2 separate regions of the Ovis aries genome follow, and region 1 is linked to region 2. The links are chromatin contacts, called in public Hi-C maps. All regions are on one chromosome and are shown on one strand. Each heading gives the region's core, a stretch centred on a gene start, on an enhancer-like site or on the middle of the called end of the contact. The rest is flanking DNA. Distances are from core to core; before and after follow the strand shown.

Region 1 (2,700 bases), core at 44-2,543, 430 kb before region 2:
CGCCTCCCAGCCGATCTTCTCTACTAGAGAACCGTTCTCACAAACTCATCTCAGCCACAACTTCCTCTGGGCCATCTTCTTTGTGCCCCCAAAAGCCTCCGGCTCCCCAGGCCCCCTGTTCTTAGACTTGAGCATCAAATGCTGAAACTGCTGGTTTCTCCGTGGGGGCGGGGAGGGTTAGCGAGTGGGGGTCGACTCTGCATTTGAAAAGGACATGTTTGCTTCAGCTACAGGGAGCAATGTACACTGCAGTGTTTTTATTAAATTTCTAAATTGTGAAGTTCAACCCTTTATCCTTACAGATTTTTTTTGGTTGCTTGATCTACTACTGAAAGAGGTGTATTAAAATCTACTTCAATGCTGAAGTATTCCTTATAGTTTTGTCAGTTGATGCCATATACAATTTGATGCTCTCTCATTGCGTGCATGAAGGGTTTTAATTTTTATCTTTATTGATACTTTTTACCAGTATATTATGCCTCTATTTCTATTTATACCGTGGTCCTTCCTCCACTCCGACTTACATGATGAGATTTTTCCCTTTAATTTTTAAGGACTACATACGGATAAGCCATGATTTAATGAACTAGTCCTCTATTATTGAACATCGATTGTATCTAATTTTTCACTTTTATAATCTCACTGAAATGGAATTTTTGTATACAACTCTCTCTTATTTCTTCTGCACAGAGTCCTAGTAATGGAATTATGAGGTCAGGGCGTATGAACATTTTAAAGGCTTGTCATATCTGTTGTTCCTTCATGGCTATTGATCAAATTAGAATTTTGAGTGTGGAGTCACCCAGTTGGCTCTGGTTGAGCTGTGTGTTCTTAAAATCTCTCCGTGTTTTTGGCTTGGTCTTTTTTTGTCAACCAGACATCCGCCACACTTATGTACTTGGTGGACAATAAATGAGAGCTTTATTCCTGTTACGTTTCGCCTGTTAGTTTTGGCCAGCCCGCCGATACCTCAGCCTCTGATTCAGTCACTGATGTGGGGCCATGCCTCCTGTAACTTCTCTTGGGTCAAAATGGTAATAAGAAGAGGACCCCACAGGGATATCGAATTCTTAAGACTAATTAATAGTTTATTACACATATACTATGCACACTAGGCATTATATATATGTTAACTCACTGAATCATAACAAAATCCCTCAAAAGCCACTTTAAGAGGTAGAAAATGAAATTCAGAGAGGGAGACTCTAACTAGTCACCCTGCTCTGAATGAGCGGAGCCACGATTCCTGCCCTGGACTCAGGTTCCAGCCGGCGACCCAAATTGCCAGCCCTGCTCTACAGAAATCCACCAGCAGGTGGCAGTAGTGCTAACGGGCCTAGGAAGGACCTCTTGCTGGAGATCAGAAATAGTCACAAACCTGCATTTTCTTCCTATAAAGTAGCATTGACTCTTATTGACGTCCCTAAAACTAGATTATTCAATAAAATAAACATTAACCCAGCAGGCACATTCCTCAGGGTAAAAAGACAATAAAGTAAACAGACCTTTGACCGTGGCCCTCTCTTGCCTAGATTTCATCACTGTGATTCCTCAGGGGGAATCTCTGCTTTGAACTCACCTGCACTTGGTTGATCCTTCCTGACTTTCCACCCACCCTTTGCTGCTCCTGCCCCTGCCTTTCCACCCCTGGCAGAAATCAAGGCCGTGGGGCCATATCCTCAGCTGGAAGAGCCTGTCAGAGCCTGGGGCAAGGGTTTTAGAGAGAGGAACTTGGTGGCCTGTGGAAACCCTTAGTGACTGGGGTAGTCTTATTTTTGGAAAGAATCTTCGACTCACGGCCCAACCACCCATCCTTCAACCTATCCAACCTGTGTTCGAGAATGTGCCTCTTTCTGATCTAGGAGCCCACAAACCCCTCTCATTTCTTCAATCTCCCACTCACAGTTTGAGATTTTTCTGCCTCCTTTAAAAAAAAAAAAAAAAAGGTTTTATTCTTTCTTTTTGGAGTTCCTGAACAAGCACGAGGGCTTTGCTTGCTGCTTTCCCCCCTTGCCCAGCAGCATCTCTTTCACACCCTTTGTACAGGCACACGTTTGTATTGTCTAACTGCGTCTATCCTTCAACAGAAATAGAACAGCCAAAGGATTTTTTTTAACGTTTCACCACATGTGGGTTCTGCCTAAATGGTCCAGGGTTGAACAAGCCTCCCCCAGCGGTGTCCCTTGCTGCAGTCTGACTGCTCCCAGAGCCAGTCTTCATGCTTGGGGGAGGGTCTCTTGCAGGCAGACAAGTTCCTGACTGTTAGGGACCTCAAGGTGGGGCTGGTGCTGGAGAAGCAGCCAGGGGTGACACTCTAAGCTCCACCCTTTGCAAAGTCTGGGATTTTAAGGTACATCCCTAGAGTTTTTGAGACTTGGTTTCCTCAGTGCAAAGTGGGCATAAGCATAGCATCCACTGTGCAGAAATGTTGTGTTAGGTACAATAATGCATGTAAAGTGCCTAGCATAGCACCTGGCACACTGGGCTCAGTGCTTGGCAATGCTGGCTATTGTTTAGTTAAGTAAAGGATGGAGGTAGCTCATGGGGTCATGGAACAATACTGCTGATGTGCCTGGAGAGACCAGGCTACACTGCGGTCTGAGTGCTCATTTCCCCCCAGATTGATATGTTGAAATCCTTATGCCCAGCCTGATGGTGTTAGGAGGCAAGGTGTGTGGTTCAGAGGGTGGAGCCCCCCAG
Region 2 (2,700 bases), core at 129-2,628:
GCTGTAGGTCAATATTTCCTTCTAAGATAGTACAGGGGCTGAGAACCTCCTGCAGAGATATAGTCCTTCCCATTAGATGGTCTTCAGTGACCCATCTGCTTTGCTCAGTTTTACCCAATATCAGCTGGCTTCCCTGGTGGCTCAGTGGTGAAGAATCTACCTGTCAATGCAGGAGATGCAAGAGACACAGATTTGATTGCTGCGCAACCCAGGCATGGCAACCCACTCCAGTATTCTTGCCTGGAAAATCCCATGGACAGAGGAACCTGGTGGGCTGCAGTCCATAGGGTCGCAAAGAGTGGGACATGACTGAAGCAACAGCACACACGCACACACACCCAGTGTCAACATATAATTTATTAGTGATGTGACATCCCCACCCCCAAGAAGTAGCGAAGATGTAGGCTATGACTAGAGAGGACTTAGGCTGTGACTCAAATGGCCTTTCCCAAGATGCTCTTCTGTTCTGAAATGTGCTATTTCTGTTTTTTCCTGGGGAAAAAGAAAGTTTAATCATAATAAATCATTGCCTTATGAATATAAAGCAATGTTAATACAAAGACAAAAAAGGTTTGATAGCATCCTGTGAAGGATGAGATATGTCTGACCCACAGGCTTTGAAGACAGGTAGATTGCATTGGTCAGGATATTGAGACCCTCAGCTGCTTGAGAGGAAGCCCCAAGCCCCAGTTCATGCTATGGGCGGAGTGGGGATGCAGGCATGGTACATCATGCCCCACAGGGGTTTTCTGCTCTTTCCAAGGGCACAAGGCAAACACACGGAGTCACTCTTAATTTGCTCTCAACAAAAGGGCTCTTGACCCATGTAATGTAATTTCCCATGGAGAGCCTTTTTGAAGAGGATCTATCTGTGAGTTAGGTCAACTCATTGTAGATTATGAAGGGTCTGTGTAAGGCCTGCCAGACCTGAGGGAGCTGAAAGGAACCCAGCCTTTTCAGGAAGCCTTGTTCACTGTGCAAAGTCCAAATAAACAGTTGCCTCTGAGGTCGTTTGAAACCCTGGAGCAGATCTTAGACGAGATCTGTTCCTTTGAAGAGGTTTTGCATCCAAGGGTGCTATTCTGAACATCATTTCCTGCCAAGATTTCCCCCCACTGATTTACTATCTGCCTCTCTCCCTTTGTGTTCATGGAACAACAGAATAAGAGCAGAAAGGCATTTAAGAAAGGAACAAGAAAAAAGGACACCACTCTGTGTGAGGCTGCCTGCTGATAACTCGATGACTGGAAAAATGCCTGTTTGATCTTGAAAATAGGAAATTGGTTCTAGGTTCAAGGCTCTTTTGTCTGACTCACAGTTAATGATAAACCTCTTCCTTTCAGTTAAATGTGTGTTTCTCAACATTACCTGGTTATACCCGATCCACAGCTCATGTTTCTAGGTAAGTAGCAGGATTATATGTACTTGTTTGTGGACCAGTCCTATAGAAAGGGGAGGGTATTCTAACAAGTGTGATGGCAACAACACTGGCCCCTGTTTTGCCTGTAATGTAATTTCTCATGGAGAACCTTTTGGAAGAGGACCTATCTGTGAGTTAGGTCAGTTCATTGTAGGCTACGAGGGGTGATCCCAGGCCAAGGTCACGGAACCTTCATGCTGTCCCAGGCCCTCACTGGACAATGGGGAGGACACTCATTTTCCAAAAATTCTGGGACCCACATATCAGTTTAGGACAATTAAAATATGTATACTTTGCCTGTAGGGAGTCCAGTGTTGTGGTGATGTCACTGCAAGCCACCTTTTCCCTGGCCTCCAACGTGACGCTGTTCGACCTGGCCGACAGGATGCAGAAATGCGTCAACTCCTGCTGGGCCTCTGCTGAGGTCTGCCAGCTCTTGGGGTCTCAGAGGCGGATCTTTAGAGGTAAGAGAGGGGCCCTCTGGGAAGACCCCCCATCCAGTTACTCACAGACCTAGGGTAGAAGTGTAAGGCCTTCTGGGCGCAGGTCCAAGAAACTTGTCATAGAGCTGGCCTGTCTTTGAAATGGGTATTAACCACAAGGGGTTTGTGTGTGTATATCTTTGTATGTGCACCGACCCACACATGCACACACACACACACACGATCCTGTACACACAGCATTGAAGTCTCCCAGTCCTTGGCATGCTTTTTCTATTTCTCCTCTACAGCCTTGGTATTGGACGGGATATAGGAGCAGATGTAATGAAGCAGAAATCACTCTTCTTTCCCTTGAAAGGCTCCCTCCCTCTGGGGAGGTAGAATTCACACACAGAATGTACAACACTTGTCAATGGCCCGAAACCTTCATCATGACATGCCATTAGGTAAATAAAGCACATGCAGTGTCTCCCATCCTCCTGTGTATTTGTTTGCAGATTCTAAATGCGCAGAAACAAGATGAAGATTGGAGGCCAGATAGCTCATGGTGCCGTCCATGATTTCTCTTTTCTTGTTCTTTATCTGTTTTTGTCAAAAGCTTCTACAGAGCATCTGGTGTGAAACAGATGAATAAAGGGATTAGAAACAAGTTTGGAAGGCATATTTGGGTCTTGGAAGGGAGGTTTCACCTCTGGGATGGGAAAATTCTGCTGGAATCAAAAGTGCTTCCTCATGCAGGGGGGCCTGCCCCCGCTGCGTCTCGTAAGTGGTCTGAGCTGGCTCTGGTTGGCTCATTTTACTCACACAGGACTGGTGAGAGATGCAGAGTCAGAGTCAGCC

Evidence for each region. Hi-C and Micro-C count contacts between places; a contact is called where the count stands out from the background.
Region 1: a contact with region 2 is called in a Hi-C map of liver, with 4 times the contacts expected there. The contact joins two enhancer-like sites. A contact is called at or near these places in 7 of 16 Hi-C or Micro-C datasets (hypothalamus, liver, muscle and 3 more).

Annotation. Positions count from the first base shown.
Region 1 is chr1:190,723,869-190,726,568 of ARS-UI_Ramb_v3.0, reverse strand. It overlaps LOC114113766 (a long non-coding RNA gene), which reads left to right. Exons shown (of 2, transcript XR_009597961.1): 2 at 1-933. Among named protein-coding and RNA genes, the nearest start is that of ZNF148, 57 kb to the right of the region's middle. Within about 2 kb of position 1,293, at least 3 of the 54 cell types and tissues checked have an H3K27ac peak or open chromatin away from gene starts, as enhancers often do. A contact at or near this core is called in liver, where this site is marked.
Region 2 is chr1:190,298,924-190,301,623 of ARS-UI_Ramb_v3.0, reverse strand. HEG1 (heart development protein with EGF like domains 1) reads left to right here. Exons shown (of 17, transcript XM_060404378.1): 10 at 1,344-1,402; 11 at 1,724-1,884. Among named protein-coding and RNA genes, the nearest start is that of HEG1, 49 kb to the left of the region's middle. Within about 2 kb of position 1,378, at least 1 of the 54 cell types and tissues checked has an H3K27ac peak or open chromatin away from gene starts, as enhancers often do. A contact at or near this core is called in liver, where this site is marked.